4 separate regions of the Mus musculus genome follow, and regions 1, 3 and 4 are each linked to region 2. A link is a contact called in public Hi-C and promoter capture Hi-C data. All regions are on one chromosome and are shown on one strand. The core of a region is the stretch at or near the end of the contact, and the rest is flanking DNA. Distances in the headings are between cores, read along the strand shown. Region 1 holds the start of Paf1 (Paf1, RNA polymerase II complex component). Region 2 holds the start of Erf (Ets2 repressor factor). Region 3 holds the start of Hnrnpl (heterogeneous nuclear ribonucleoprotein L). Region 4 holds the start of Plekhg2 (pleckstrin homology domain containing, family G (with RhoGef domain) member 2).

Region 1 (4,000 bases), core at 154-2,653, 3.1 Mb before region 2:
AGATCTGACGCCCTTTTCTGTTGTGTCTGAAGACAGCTACAGTGTACTTATATATAATAATAAATAAATCTTTAAAAAAAAAAAAAGCGCACTGATTGCGGCTTCCAAAGGTCCTGAGTTCAAATCCCAGCAACCACATCGTTGCTCACAACCATCCATAACAAGATGTGACCCCCTCTTCTGGGGTGTCTGAAAACAGCTACAGTGTACTCACATATAATAAATCTTTAAAAAACAAACGGGCTGGAGAGATGGCTCAGCAGTTAAGGTCCTGAGTTCAAATCCCAGCAACCACATGGTGGCTCACAACCATCTGCAATGAAATCTGATGCCCTCTTCTGGGGTGTCTGAAGACTGCTACAGTGTACTTACATACAAACAAACCCTGCCTCAAGCTGACAAGATACCTCAGCAGGTGAAAGTGCCTGCTGTCCAGCCTAAGGAAATGTCTTTAGACTGCCACTCAGAGCTAAGGTGTGTACAATTTAAACACACACACACACACACACACACACACACACACACAACCCTAGGCCTGTGCTGCTGGGCACATAAGGCTGCAATCCCGGCACCCATGAGACTGGGGCACAAAGACCAGTCTGGGCCACTTTATGAGATTCTCCAAAGCACAAAAAAGGCCCCCTAACCGCCTCCCCTGTTCGTGTTCCACCCCTCCTGGAAAACGGAGCTGGGAGCTTACCTCTCAGGCAAGGTCCGGTGGGAATTGGGCCTGGTTTCGGGGAGAAGAGAGAGAGAGAGAGAGAGAGAGAGAGAGAGAGATGTCAAGAGTTGGCCATGTGAGTGGAAAGGCCGGCCCCCGAATTTCTGAAGGAGTGATGGTGATGATGGTGATAAAGCATGAAGCCAGATGCTCAATCCCCTGAGGAGAGCAATCCAGAAGCTTCACTGAAGGAGACTGAGGTCTGACTCCCTCCCGCAAGGTGCAATTCCGAAATTGAATAGCAGGGGACCAGGAAGCGACCGCAGAGCCCAGGGGGGACCGCCCCTTCATCGGGGGTGAGCGCTGCGCGACCTCGGGGGCCGACCTGAGGGAATCAGTGATGTCGCAAGCAGCCCCCCTCGGCCTAGTCCCCAGCTTGCAGCTCACAAAACAAAATGAAGCGGCAGGTGACAGGAGACCTACCTGTGGCCATCTTCCCTCTGGGCCTGGGTCTGGATGGTGGGCGCCATCGCGACCAGGCGACGGCGGCGCGGTAGGCGTCCTCGCTGGCCGCAGGCGGACGCTGAGTGGCGTACCGACTTTGAGAGACGCCGGATCCAAGGACAGGCTCCCGTAGACGCCGGGCTCCGCGGGGAAAGGGGATGAAGTGGGCCGACGAGAAGGGCTCGGGTGTGACTGAAGTAAGAGCACAGACAGCGTCGGACACAGACTTGCAGCTCCCGCTCCGACTGCTACCAAGACGCAGAAGACTAGACAGGTCGCTCCTGGCCGCAAGGCCTTCAGGGAAATAGAGTTTGGTCAGTCCTTCACAGTGATTGGCGAGCTGTGGGTGAAGGGGCGGAGCCGTGGGGGAACTCCTCTTATGATTGGCGAAAAGATATTCCACTCATGGCCTCGGATTTGGGAGGGCGGAGAAAAATGCATATCCTCTTCTCCCATTGGCTAATCTGTCGGTAAGGCATGGCTAACTAGGAGGTCAGCCAACTGAAAAAGCTGAGGAGCTACCGGAGCAGACGCATTTATGACGCATTTCCGGCGTTCTAGCGGAGGAAAATGGCTGCGCCCCAGCCACAGGCTGCAGCGGTTTCCTCTGCGTCTGGTGTGTCAGGCCCGGGTTCTGCCGGGGGTCCGGGTCCCCAGCAACAGCCACAACCGACCCAGTTGGTGGGTTCTGCCCAGAGCGGGCTCCTGCAGCAGCAGCAGCAGGACTTCGATCCTGTGCAGCGCTACAAGATGCTCATCCCGCAACTGAAGGAGAGTCTCCAGGTGATGGGCCCTGCGCGGGGAGCAAGAGGGGCTGGCTGGCGGGCGGGCGGGCTCCGGGGACGAGCGCCGAGGGGCTGTTTGTTGAAGGAGAGATCGTAGGTCGGGAAGAGAAGACAGACTAGCTGTGTTGTGTTTGTGTCTAACCAAAGTGAAGCTCCGGTCAGCTGTAGTGGTGGCGCGTTCTTAATCCCCGTGCTGGGACAGCAGAGGGGGACGGATCTGAGCTCGAGGCCAGTCTGGTCTATAGAGTTCCAGGCCGACCAGGGTCTACATAGTGAAACCCTGTGGAGAGAAAGGAGATGAGGATGAATGACAATTTTTGTTTGTTTGTTTTTTTTTGTTTTTCGAGACAGGGTTTCTTTGTATAGCCCTGGCTGTCCTGGAACTCACTCTGTAGACCAGGCTGGCCTCGAACTCAGAAATCCGCCTGCCTGTGCCTCCCAAGTGCTGAGATTAAAGGCGTGCGCTACCATGCCCAGCATGAATGACAATTTTAACTGTGTATGGTAGTGCAAGCCTTTAATTCCTGCCTTCTGGAGGCAAAGGAAGGTAAATCTTTTGAGTTCCAAGACAGCCTTGGCTACACAGAGAAACCCTGTCCCAAAAAACTAGATGGAAGTGGGGGAGGCAGGAGGAGAAGAGTAAAAAGAGAAACCGTTCTGGTTAAGTTCCGTGCAGAAGTACGGCCTAAGTGTCATTTCAGTCCATGATGACTAGATAAAGGGTATGTCCAGGAAGCTATTAGTGGTAATTCCAAACGAGAGCAGGTTACTGAAAAATTACAGGGAGATTGGGGGCTAGAGAGTTGCCTCAGCAGTTAAGAGCACTAACTGCTTTTCCTAGTGGTCCTGAGTTCAAATCTCAGCAACCACATGGTGGCTCATAACCATCTGTAATGAGATCTGATGCCCTCTTCTGGTGTGTCTGAAGACAGCTACAGTGTACTCTTATAAGAATAAAGTCCTTTAGAAAGGCCGGGCGCGGTGGTACACGCCTTTAATCCCAGCACCTGGGAGGCAGAGGCAGGCGGATTTCTGAGTTTGAGGTGAGTTCCAGGACAGTCAGGGCTACCCAGAAAAACCCTGCCTCAAAAAACAAACAAACAAAAAAAGGAACGAAGGAGGGAGGGATGGAGGCGGGGGAAGACTGCTATGGGGGTGGTAGTGAGCTTTAGTCTCTAGCATCAGGATGGAGGTGTAAGCGGAAAAGGCCTGTGACTCTCAACACAGAGTTATCCTGTTTGTGCACATTCATCTCCTGTATCTTACTTCTCTCTCTCTCTCTGTGTCCTTTTAAAACTAGACTTTGATGAAGGTTGCAGCCCAGAATCTGATTCAGAACACTAACATTGACAATGGACAGTAAGTGGACTTCTGTCTTCTCTGCCTCAACCATAGAAACCCCTCCCCTGCTGCCCCACCCCCTCCTTTTTAAGCCCTACCTGGATTCCCCTGGGCCTGGCTTTAGGATTTGGGTGGTCACTTGATTATCTACATACAGATGTTTCAACTTGGAAGTCACTTCCCTCCTCACACTGTTTCTCTCTGGCCGTAGGAAGAGCAGTGACGCACCCTTGCAGCGCTTTGACAAGTGTTTGGAGGAGTTTTACGCACTCTGTGATCAGCTGGAACTCTGCTTGGTGAGGAGCTCCCTAGAGCCATTGTGACTAAGCTCTGCTTAGTTCACCATAAGAACAGTTTGAGATAGTATCACTTAGTAGCCAGGTTCTCCCAGCACTAGGTCTATAGACCAAGCAGGCCTGGTTGTACTAAGATCACAGACATGCACCCCCATGCCCAGCTTCAGCCAGCGGTCACTTCCTCTGTGCTAGACATGCGCTTCAGTTGAAGCTGGGGGCGAAATCTATCCTGATTGTCACCCTCACAGAGCTGCTAGTTCAGTGGAATGACAAATACAAGACCAAAGATGGACAGCTCAGAGTGGTCAAGGCTGTGATGACACAGCCTGGATCAGAGTGGTCAAGCTCTGTGGGGTGAGGAAGCCCAGGGGCATGTGAGAGAGTGACTCACAGAAGGTTGCTGGTGGAACATG
Region 2 (3,476 bases), core at 886-3,385:
GGAGTGAGCTAGTGTGCATAGCTTTATTTAATTAATTATTGGTGCTGGCAGTGTAACAGGGACTCCCAAGCATGCCAAAGATACTGAGCTATTACCCCATCCCAATTATTACTGTACATTTATTTAGTTAGTTTTGTTTTTGTTTTTGGAGACAGGGTTCCTCTGTGTAGCCCCGGCTGTCCTGGAACTCACTCTGTAGACCAGGCTGGCCTCGAACTCAGAAATTCGCCTGCCTCTGTCTCCCAAGTGCTAGGATTAAAGGCGTGCGCCACCATCACCTGGCTATTACTGTACATTTATACCACAACCCAGTTTTTAATAATAATCTTTTATCTTTCAGGGCCTAAAAAATAGCCCCATTTTTACAGACGAGGCTTAAAGAGGTGATTTCCGTTGTTTTAGGTAAGAGAGTGGGTAGGAGAAGTAGGGTTGCCACTCAAGTCTGTTTTTGTTGTCAGGAAATGGGGACATGGGGTGTGTTACGGATCTATTTTAAACAGTGAAGTACAATGGCAAAACTGGAATTGTACAGATCAGGCCTTGAATACTGATCCCAGCACTTCCTTGCTATAGGACTTTGGCAGATTAATTTCCCCTGTAAGAAAGAGCCTTTGGTTCTTAATCTGTGGTAGGGGTTACAATAGCAGGCCCCTCATTGGGATTTTATGAGTATGAAGATGTTACAGACAATGCTTGGCTCCCAGCCTGGCACATCGTGAGCACTAAGAATTGAGAGCTGTTATTGTAACAATGATGATTATTGCTGGACCACGCTGCTCCCAGAGGGTTACAATATCCGTGGGGAGCTGCACTGTCCGTAGGCAAGGTTACATAATTCCCAAAGGGGTGACACTTCCCTGGAGGCCATGGTCTCCCTAAGGAGGAGGCATGAGACTTCTCTCTAGCACCCGTGAGCTGGTTTAAAGGCTGAATAGGAACCCAACAACGGAGAAGTTTGGGTTTGAAGCCTTAAGCACCTATAGCCTGAGCCAGATAGGCCTTCCCTCTTGCTTGCCGCATCTCACGGCTCTGATTCATCATCTTTTCAGTCTCCTAGTCCCCTATCTCTTCCTTTGGTAACTCCGGTTGGTTTATTTTTCATTATTTCCCTGAGACTGTTTAGGTTTAGTTTATGAGAATATAGCTCTGCTTCCCCTCTACCCAGTAGCAGGCTGCCTACCTGCATCCGATCGGTACCCCGATTTCCTGTTTCCCGAGCCTCAGGCTCCATCCATTCCTCCTATCTGCTGCAGCGAACACAGACTTAACACTTCCCCTACGCTCGGGCCTTTGGTCTTAAGCCCTGTCTTCCTCTCTCCTGGCGACCCCCAATGCTCCTCCGGAGCACATTTGTTCAGACTTGGGTCGCCCCCAGCATCCTGGCACTATCTCCGGAACCCCCTGCTCCAGTGTGGAGGTGGGGGTACCTCCGGCCGCGTTCCCAGGACAGCTGCAGCCTAAGGGACAGTGGTGATTGTGGGGGCTCCCGAATGCATTCTGGTCACTTCCTCCCCAGCTGGACTGGGTCTATCAGGAAGGCCAAGACCCCATCTCCACAGGAGTCGAGGGTACAGCCGCCTCCCCATTTCCGATGCTGGGAAATGTTTCCCACCCATTCCACCCCACCCCTGGACAGCTGCCCTCTTTCAGGCTCGGGGTTGAGGGGGTTGGGTAAACTCAGGCTGGGAAATGGCTGTGCTCTTGATCATCCTCCAAGATCCAGACTCCGCCCCCCTGCGGAGAAGACTCTGCCCCTTCCCCACAAAAATTTCTGATCGTCCCCCTTCATATAATTCCTTTCCTCCAAAAAGGTCCCAAAAGAAACTCTGGAGCCAGGAAAGGGCAGAAGAGAGGCAGCAGGTACTGAGTGCTGAAGACTTAAGTTCTTCTGACTTAGAGCCTCCAAGAAGGGTCGTGACCCCCAGGACCTCCCCAGCCCCTCCCTGCCCTTCCTCCCCCCCCCCCCCCCCCCGCCGCGCGGCCCCTTTAAGCCAAGAGCCGGCCGGTCCTCAGTGGCTGCGCGCCGGCAAGCGTGTGTGAGTGCGCGGGAGGGGGCGGGCACAGTGTCTCCATGGCGACGCGGCGGTGACGTCGCCGGCCGGGGGGCGTGGGCGTCCCGGCCCCGGAGTGCGATATTAACCCGGGAGGCGGCGGCGGGGAGGGGAGAGGCTCTGAGAGGCGAGGCCGGGTGCGGCGGCGAGGGCGTCCCAACGGGCGCGGGACGGGACGGGGCAACGCGGGCGCCAGGAGCAGCGGCCCGGAGTTGGGGCGCCTTGCCCCGGGCCCCCCAGCATGAAGACCCCGGCGGACACAGGTGGGGGCGGGGGCAGCACGTGTGGGGGAGACTTGTTGCCCCGGGAAACCGGGAGGGAAAACTTTGGGTGGGGGCTGAAGGGGTTCTGGGGAGCCCGATTGATACCCAGTTCTTGGGGACCCCCAAGCACTCGAGACCTGTTGCTTCTAGAGGCGCGAGCTGGGGTGCTGCCTGGGAGCCCCAATTCTGTGGATCCTTTCGGAATGGTATGGGTGCTGCGGGTGCTGGGCTTTCCCTTCCCGGACTCGGCAACCTGGGTTCTCCCGGGATCACTGGGGTGGCAGAGTCCCCTCCCTGTCGTTCTGTCACGTTGCACTCCGGGGGCCGGGACGTGTGCGGTGCGAGGTGGGGGTTCTGTACAGGGACCCGCTATGCTCGGTTCTGCGCTGCGCGGTCCGGCCCGTGACCTTCACGGCAGCGCGTGCCCAGCACCCGGTGAGCGGGATACGGGATGGCCTGGAGCTGGGCGTGAGAGGGGAACACGGGACTCGGGGTCCGGGCTGCACCGCCCCTCCCCCGTCCGTCTCCTCGCTCCCCCGCCCGGACTGAGTCGCAAAGTTCCAAAGCGCAGCCCGAACGTTCGAAAAAGGAACTTTTTGTTTCCGACCTTAGAACGCGCGGCTTTAAGGTGGCTCAGGGGAGACTTGGGTACCCTCCTCCGGCGCGGGCGGAGGCTGGGAGTTGAGGAGGGTGGGAAAGATGGGGGGGGGGGGGGGAATGCAGAGGCTCTCCCTTCGTCCTTCCCCCTCCCCGATCCTGCGCTTCTTTCAGCGGGCCGTCTTTTCCCTCCGCCCCTCTCTTCCCCGCCAAGTTGCTCCTCCTTAAGGGGCCAGGATTCCCCTCCCCCCCCATCGCCGGGCGGGGGGCAGCAGGATTAACCCCCCCTCCCACTCGGACTTTCCCCCTTCCCCTCCCCCGCCGCCCCCGGGCTCGCACAGGCTGGACTTTGCGCCCGGGCGCGCGGGGGGAGGGGGCCTCGCCGCCCCCTGCCCGTCTGCCCCGTCGGAATCCGGCCCGGGGCGGGGACGAGGGGAGGGGGAAGGGGGCCGGGCGCCGCTGTTCAAACTTGTTTCCTTCCCCCGGCGGCGGCCGCGGCTCCGGCTCCTATGTGCGGGTGTGTGCCCCGACCGGCCCACCCACCCCACCTCCCTGCTCGGCGGGT
Region 3 (3,926 bases), core at 916-3,415, 3.6 Mb before region 2:
ACCCACAAGAAGAGCTCCAACAGCTGCCTGCTAGTCTTAACACACTCTACAATGGGTAGTGTGGCACACTCCTTTAATCCCAGAGCACTTGGGAGGCAGAAGCAGACAGATTTCTTAGTTCAAAGCCAGCCTGGTCTACAGAGTTCCAGGACAGCCAGGGCTACACAGAGAAACCCTGTCTTGAAAAACAACAACAAAAACCACACTCTGCATGTGTTCTAGCTTCTTTGTGTTTTCTCTGGCTGGGCAAGCTTTGGTCACTTGATTAAGAAGACTGTGACCACAAGTCACCTTCAGGTCTGGTCTGGGCAAAAGACCAAGTGCTTAGGGACACAAGGCTTCCAGGACAATACGCCCTGCCTGTCTTATACTGTCTAGGCCAAGGTCTTCCACCCCGAACTGCTATCCCAACCTGTAACATTTTCCACAGCTCCTCCACTCACACAATCACACACAGGCAGTTTCTAGAGCTCTGGAGAGAACGTCCTCCTCCATCTCTCTAGACTGTGGCCCATGCCCCGAACACTACTGGGCAGAAACCTATGCATATTAGTGGGTTCTTAGTGAACCACACAAGGCACACCCTTCCCAGCCATTTCCAGTTGAGGTTTGCCTTCCACAACCTTGAGTTCTAATCTTACTTCTGTTTGTCACTGGTGAGACTCAACCTAATTTACCCAGTGTCTTTCCTGCTTTGTAAAGGGAGTCCATAAAAGTCCCCATCTCAGAGGACCAACACCGAATGTGAGGTACCTCTCACCTTAAATGATTAGGGTGGGGGTAAGGCTCACCACACAGCCCATGAGATGTTCGGAGAACAACCTTTTGGAGTCTGTTCTCTCCTTCCACCTCATGGGCTCCCGTTGTCTAGCTTGGCAGTTAACTTACCAGACTCAACTAAAATGTCTTCCAAATCCTTGAGAAACCTAACACTGTAACAACAGGGAGAAGCTGATAAATGCATGAGCAGCAGCCTCATCAAGAGGGCACTGTTTGTTTGGCTTTTTGATAAGTCTCACAGCCTTGTCTGTCCTGGAATTAACTATGCATAAGAGGCTGGCCTCAAACCAAAGAGATTAAAGGCCTGTGACTCCGTGCCCACCGGAAGGACTTTAATAATAAACTTTTAAAAGGAATGCAAACTGCATCCTAACCCAGACACCATAATTGTGACCTTCAGAAGACTAAATAGGCTGAAAGACTCTATGCATAGCCACAGGACCATAATACAGTTTAGTTTATAAATGCCCCAATCCTGGAGCCCTAAGCAAATCGAGTGATAATTTCTAAGCTTGGCTCAATTCCCAAAGTTAAATCTGCCTTTCACAAATCGTCTTCCGTTTTTCAATGCACACAGTAAAAGAAGTTAAACAGTTTAATCTGGGCATTATAATTTTATAATTTCATCAAGTGAACTTCTATATGGAAACGACCATGATTAAAACTGCGACGGGGCGACTCGGTCAGGCCACCGCCCACCCGCTTCCCGCTCGCTGGCTGTGGTTGTAGAAACGCGCTTGCGCATAGGGACACGGAAAGAAGAGGAAAAAAAAAAAGATAAAGAAGTGAGGAGAAAAAAAAAAAACGGCCCGACCGCGTGCCTAGGCCCCCCACATGCCGGCCCGCGGCGCCTGCGCAGTGCGGTGCCTGCAGAGCCAGCCGCTTCCTCCGCCCCCTCAAGCCCCGCTTCGGATTGTGCGCACGCGCAAGCGCCTGTCCTCGCGCAAACCCCGCCGTTTGCCCAACGCCTGCCCCTCCCCCACCCACCAAAAAAGCGCGAGGGCTGCAGCGCCTGCGCAGAGATTTTTCCCCCCTGTGAAAAATAAATAGCTTTTTAAAGTACGAAATTTCCCCTTCCTTCCGGGAGTCTAAAGCCCCAGCCTCACCCCGCCGCCGCCGCCCGCCGCCCCGGAGCCTCCGCCGCCGCCGCCTCCGTGCTGGTCGCCGGCGTTTTCAGTCTTCAGCCGTTTAGGGGCTCGGCCTCCCTCGTTGCCGCCGCCGTAATAGCGACCACCGCCACCTCCGCCGCCCGCAGCCGCCATCTTCACCATCGCTCCCGCCCGCCTCAGCTGCTCGTCCGGCTGCTGCCTCTGCTCGAGCCGCCGACGCCGCTTCTCCGCCCGGGGCAGCAGCCTCCGCGACATGGCGGCGCAGAACCCGCCTCCCCCCGCCTCTCATTGGGGGAGGGACACGCCCGTCACTCGCCGCCCCCACCCGATAGGGGGAGCCACTGGCCCTATCTTGGGGGGAGGGGAAGTTTCCTCACGGTTCATTTCTATTGGATAGGACGCATGCCGTTCTATTGGAAAGACCGCCTCTGTTCGCCAATCGCACTCCTTATAGGTGAACGCTTCTTGCCAGTCATTCCGCCAGGCCCCACCTCCTTAAAATAAACTCTGATTTAATAGGCCAGATTTTTGGGATCGCTCCGCCTTCCCACAAACAGTAAATGGAAGTGGGCCTCCGAAGCTCCGCCTCCTTCCCGCTCTCATTGGTTTCCTAGCTAATCGGTCACTCTGAAATCCTTGCGTTTCCCAGTCACAACGACCATCTTCCCGCGCCACTCCGCTGGGATACAAGAAAGGCCTTCCCTTCTGTGTTCCTACAATTGTTCCCCCAGGTGCCCGTCTCGTACGTCAACACTCGATTGGTCAATGAAGAGTGGAAAGAATGCCCTATTGCCAGATGGTATAGGACGACTGATAGCTTCTGATTGGTGAAAAAGGAGAGCCCGTAGGCTCTCTGTGGCGCAATCTAGGAACCGGTCCCGAGAGAGCGCATGCGCTCCTGTACTTTTGGGGGGGGGGGGGGGCTTCAATAGAAGAGGTGACTTTAAGGGATACAACTACTCGAGTACCCGAACGGTCTTTCGCGCGTCTGTTGTTTGCAAGCTCCGGAAGTCTAGAGCAAGACAACAATTTGCAGCAGCTATAACCCATTAGAACGTTTACTTCACCTCTACCCTATCCTAAGCTGGAGGTTATTATTTTTAAAAGAACCTTCAAATCTGAGCACTTCTCACTAATAAAACACTCATTGATTGCCATGTGACTTTGGACCCTGGCAGGCACCGTCATTTCACTCTAAATTCAGTCATGGTGGTAGATCTTTATAGTTCAACTCGGTTCGCACTTGGCAACTGAGCACCCTGCGTCCTCCAGAGTGCTCTGTGGCTTAGACTCGCTACTTGGAGACTGCTCTGAAGCGATTGTCTCCTCCCAGGGTCCTGCGAAGCCCGAGAGCTGCAACGCCGACAAGTGCCCGCCGGGGAGCAAGCAGACAGGGAACGTACTGACGGAGGATCCGGATCCCGACCACAGACCCGTCCAGAGGCTTTATGGGGAAACTAGGGAGTCAAGAAGACTCTGGGATGTAGCTCAGCAATGGAACGCTTGCCTAGCACAGACAAGGCGCGTATCTACCCCCACCCCCACCACACGCACGCGCGCGCGCGCACACACACACACACACACACACACACGTCTTGAGACGGTGTAAGACTCACAGGCCGCTTCAAAACGTGCTGTGACACCTTTCCACCAGGTCATTCCCAAAGCGGATATCCGCTTGGTACTAAGTTTGAAATGTGAGTAAAGGCTCAGAGAACAGAACCCCGGGTGTTGGGATAAGTTTTAAGCATGGCGTAGTGGTTGCAAGCCTGTAATGCAGCGCTCTGGAGGCAGGATTGCCTTGAGTTCAGGGCTACCCTGGGATACAAAGGGATTCTCCTAATTAAAAAAGTTTGGAAGCGGTGGAGGCTGGTGAGGATATAAATGGATCTCCAGCCATTTCACTGGACACAGACACTCCAAAGAAGGCCCTCCCAACATGGGGTACGCCGCCAAGGCGTAGCAGGTGACGCACGGGGGGCGGGGAGGCGGCGCTCCCGCAGAAGGGCGGGGTCCCGCGTCTACGTCAGAGACGGT
Region 4 (3,643 bases), core at 825-3,324, 3.1 Mb before region 2:
CCCGGCAGTAGTGACCTTTAATCCCAGCACTTGGGAGGCAGAGGCAGGCAGATTTCTGAGTTCGAGGCCAGCCTGGTCTATAGAGTGAGTTCCAGGACAGCCAGGGCTCAGGGCTATACAGAGAAACCCTGTCTCAAAAAACCAAGAACAAACAAACAAACAAAAAACCCACCACCAACAACAAAAAAATCCTGGTCTAAGTATATAACCTCTCCAGGTCCTGGACAGATGGCTGAGAGATTAAGAGAATGGGCTTGCTTCTCTTGCAAAGAACCCACATGACAGGTGACAACTCCAATTTCACAGGATCCAGAGTCCTCTCCTGGCCTCCTTGGACACTAGGAATGCTGTGACACCAGCCCCTTAGACCTGCTCCGGAGACACAGCCAAGACTACAGCTCACTCCAGCCTCCAGGGCCCTCTCATCGAAAGCCCACCTTACTAGTATCCAGTTCTAAAAGGACCTGTGTAGTAAGTTGCTCCCGGAAGCTTGTTAGAACACCAGAGGCAAATCACAAAGGTCAAAATCCTCACCACAGCCAACAGCCTGCATCTCCACACCCCCACCTCTTCTCACCTGCTCCACGAACACACCCATCTTCAGCCTTAGAGTGTTATCTGGAACATCTCTCTGGTGTTCCCATGGCTCCTTCCCCTCCTCCAGGTGTCTGTCTGTTCAAAGATCTCCCCTGGGGCCGGAGAGATGGATCAGCAGTTAAGAACACTGGCGGCTCTGACAGAGCACCTGGTTTGATTCCCTGCACCATAACCCTCTGAAACTGCAGTTCCAGGGGATCTGCCGCCCTCCTCCAGTCTCTTTGGACACCAAGCATGAACATGGTACACAGACACACTTGCAGGCCAAACACCCATACACATAAAATAAAAACAGTCCATCCATGACAGCTATGATAATCTGCATCCCACCCTACTTATCCATACTTATCAGTAGCTAATCTAACGATACAGTTACACTCCCAGATGGTGAGGGAGCCAGGAGTTTAGGCCAGTCTGGGTAACATAGGGAAAGTCAAATTTTAAAAAAAAGTACTTAATTCGTAGACTTTCAGTACTCAGTCTCCTTAGTAAAAAGTCAAGTCCTCAGAGACAGAGGATACAGTTCCTAGTGAGTGGTCAGTAAAAAAAAAAAAAAAAAAAAAAAAAATCTGTTCAGAAACCTGTAGAAGACAAATATCCATAAAGAGTGTGTTGTAAGCATCCATCCATCCCTGGGATCTGAGATTTGGATTTTATCTGACGCCCAGGCCATCTAATAAGAGACGTTATTGCCCTCTGGCGACCAGAATAGAAACTGCAACTTTGGGACTGTTCCACAGACCATTGCAAAAAATTCACAAAGAAATGTTCATTCTTCAAAAATTCTGTAGTTTCCGGGTACAGTGACGCACGTCTTTAATACCAGTACTAGGGAGGCAGAGGCAGAGGCAGAGGCAGTGGCAGGCGCTCTCTGTGAGTTCGAGGCCAGCCCGGTCTACATAATGACTTCCAGACCAGCCAGAGAGTTACATGGTGAGACCCTGTCTCAAACAAGCCAAAACATTTGATTGAAATTATAAAATGTGAAGACTTCTAAACTGATGAGAGAACACCAGAAAAGAGGTAGATGAGTTAAAAAAAGAAGTGCTCCAGGTGAGGATCGAACTCACAACCTCGGCATCGCTTACGCCTAGCACTGACATATAAGTACCGCGCGCTAACCGATTGCGCCACTGGAGCTCCGGCCGCACCCTCGCGCCACAAAGTCCTTCAGTCAGTTGTAGTCGCAGGACTTTGTTGAACGGCTCGGCCCAACATTGCATATGCAAATATAAAGCCCGCCGATCGACCAATAAGAACAAGAGTGTGAGACTATTCCAGATTCTCACGCCTCCTGGGCCCTTGCTGTAAAAGGTAAAAAGTCCTCCCGGCTCTAGGCTCTTGGAATGTGGGCGGTGACTCGCCGTTGGAACCGCTTGCTTGCAATTATTCAGAGTAGGGGGCGGGGATTTTAAAAGCCTTTACGGGAGGGCGTGCCGGAAGGCGGCCCCTCCCCCCAGCAGGCGGGAACAGGATGTGAGCCGCGGCGGCGGCAAAGGGGAGGAGAAGCCTTGGGCGGCCGCCCCCCGCCCCACATCTGGGACCCGACTCTCCCCGCCCCAGATGCGGCGTTGCCGCTGCCCCCAGAGCCCCAGGACACTCATCCCGGAGCCCGAGGCGTTCATAGTCTTGGGCCCAGGCGTCCGGGAACTCTGTCCCGCGTTTTAAGAGACCCGCAAGTCCCGGCTCCCGCAGAGGGGCCGGGACCTCTGATGTCCAGCGCCCCCTCCTGGAGGAGCCCGGGGCTCGGGAAGTCAGCCCCGAGGCTGGAGGCCCGTCCCGTACCCGGCTTCGAAGACCGTAGGATCTGTGGCCGTGCATCCTTCCCACGGGGTCCCAACTCTGAGTCCAAGACCCCCTCCTGGAGCCACTTGGGGACAGGACCTCGCGCCTCGACTTAGGGCTGCAGCATCCATCACCTCCAGGAGACCGAGGAGTTAGCCAGTCCTTGCGGTCCCTCCCGGAGGTGACTTCACTCCTGCCCCTCGGGTTCTGGAAACTCTGGAATCCCGGTGCTCCCGACAACACACAGCCCTACCTAGAAGACTGAGGAGTTTGGGTCCCCAGCGCCCTGGTCTGAGACTCGAGTAGAGGGTTGCAGCATCTTCTATTTAGAACACCGAGACTTCGGACTCCGGATCCCAACTCTCCCCGGATTCTGGAGTCCGAGAACCCCAAGTTCACGACCTTAAGTCTGGGTTGTGAGCCTCCCCAGGGATCGCGCGTTACGGTCCAGACGCGCGGGACTCCCGACCCCAAGGCCCGTGGCTCCCCGGGAGGTGAGGGGAGCGAGGGGCCCGGGGCTGGGGGAGGGGGCGGCGCCGAAGCGGAACAATGAGGGGGCGTGCCGGCGGGGGGTAGCGGAGGCGCCGGCTGGAGTTGGGGGCTGCAACTGCACAGGGGAGAATCCAACGGTGGGGACCGCGGTTGGGGCGCCGAGGGACCGACTGGAGCTGGGTGGAGGACTCGGGGCCAGCGCCCCAGTACGCCGTCTTGGGCGGGGTAAGGAACAGTCTGTAGGACCCTGGCATCCGGTCCCCCAGCCTCCGCCCTCCCCTGGGACCCCGCGGCCTCTCCCGCCCACGGTTTTTCCCAGCCCTGCCCCTCGCCCTCAGCTTCAGCCTGAGCCTGAGAGTTCCCAGGATCCCTGAGCCTTGGGAGGGGGGCCCCCAGACAGATGGGACTTGCAGACTCAGGCACTTTTGCTGTCTTCGTTCTTTGTCTCAACCTTTTTCCATCTTTGGCTTGTATTCTCAGCCCCTTCTTCCTGTCACTTTGTATCTTCTTGGGGCCCCTCCTTGAGTTTAGATCAGCTTCCAGCACCCTATCTGTGAGTAGGAGCGGCCGAGAGACCGGTGAAGTCTAGTTCCCAAGAAGTGGGTCTCTTCTGTAGGTCGGAGTTGTGCCACTCAATCATGCCCGAGGGAGCCCGGGGATTGAGCCTGCCCAAACCCAGCCTTAGGCTCGGGTGTGGCCACCAAGGTGAAGTTTGCGACTGCGCAGCAGTGAGTGACACTCCAACAGGTGAGCAGCCCAGACAGGTGGA

The links. Promoter capture Hi-C pulls out the DNA fragments that hold promoters and counts their contacts. A called contact is a pair of places that touch in the nucleus more often than the background predicts.
Region 1: a contact with region 2 is called in a promoter capture Hi-C map of cranial neural crest. The contact joins the promoter of Paf1 here to the promoter of Erf in region 2. A contact is called at or near these places in 1 of 39 promoter capture datasets (cranial neural crest) and 1 of 484 Hi-C or Micro-C datasets (CD8 T cells).
Region 3: a Hi-C map of uterus shows a contact between it and region 2, with 5 times the contacts expected there. The contact joins the promoter of Hnrnpl here to the promoter of Erf in region 2. A contact is called at or near these places in 2 of 484 Hi-C or Micro-C datasets (B cells and uterus).
Region 4: a Hi-C map of B cells shows a contact between it and region 2, with 6 read pairs. The contact joins the promoter of Plekhg2 here to the promoter of Erf in region 2. A contact is called at or near these places in 3 of 39 promoter capture datasets (the HPC-7 cell line, cranial neural crest and second pharyngeal arch cranial neural crest) and 2 of 484 Hi-C or Micro-C datasets (B cells and CD8 T cells).

Annotation. Positions count from the first base shown.
Region 1 is chr7:28,390,399-28,394,398 of GRCm38.p6, reverse strand. It overlaps Paf1 (Paf1, RNA polymerase II complex component), which reads right to left and starts at 1,403. Exons shown (of 14, transcript NM_019458.3): 1 at 1,145-1,403; 2 at 701-730. The coding sequence starts at 1,191. Med29 (mediator complex subunit 29) reads left to right here and starts at 1,709. Exons shown (of 4, transcript NM_026042.3): 1 at 1,709-1,948; 2 at 3,251-3,309; 3 at 3,503-3,587. The coding sequence starts at 1,736.
Region 2 is chr7:25,249,417-25,252,892 of GRCm38.p6, reverse strand. It overlaps Erf (Ets2 repressor factor), which reads left to right and starts at 2,135. Exons shown (of 4, transcript NM_010155.3): 1 at 2,135-2,314. The coding sequence starts at 2,293.
Region 3 is chr7:28,809,129-28,813,054 of GRCm38.p6, reverse strand. Hnrnpl (heterogeneous nuclear ribonucleoprotein L) reads right to left here and starts at 2,165. Exons shown (of 13, transcript NM_177301.5): 1 at 1,887-2,165. The coding sequence starts at 2,144.
Region 4 is chr7:28,371,093-28,374,735 of GRCm38.p6, reverse strand. It overlaps Plekhg2 (pleckstrin homology domain containing, family G (with RhoGef domain) member 2), which reads left to right and starts at 2,074. Exons shown (of 19, transcript NM_138752.2): 1 at 2,074-2,876; 2 at 3,491-3,621. The coding sequence starts at 3,513. It overlaps n-TIaat16 (a tRNA gene), which reads right to left and starts at 1,737; the gene lies at 1,643-1,737.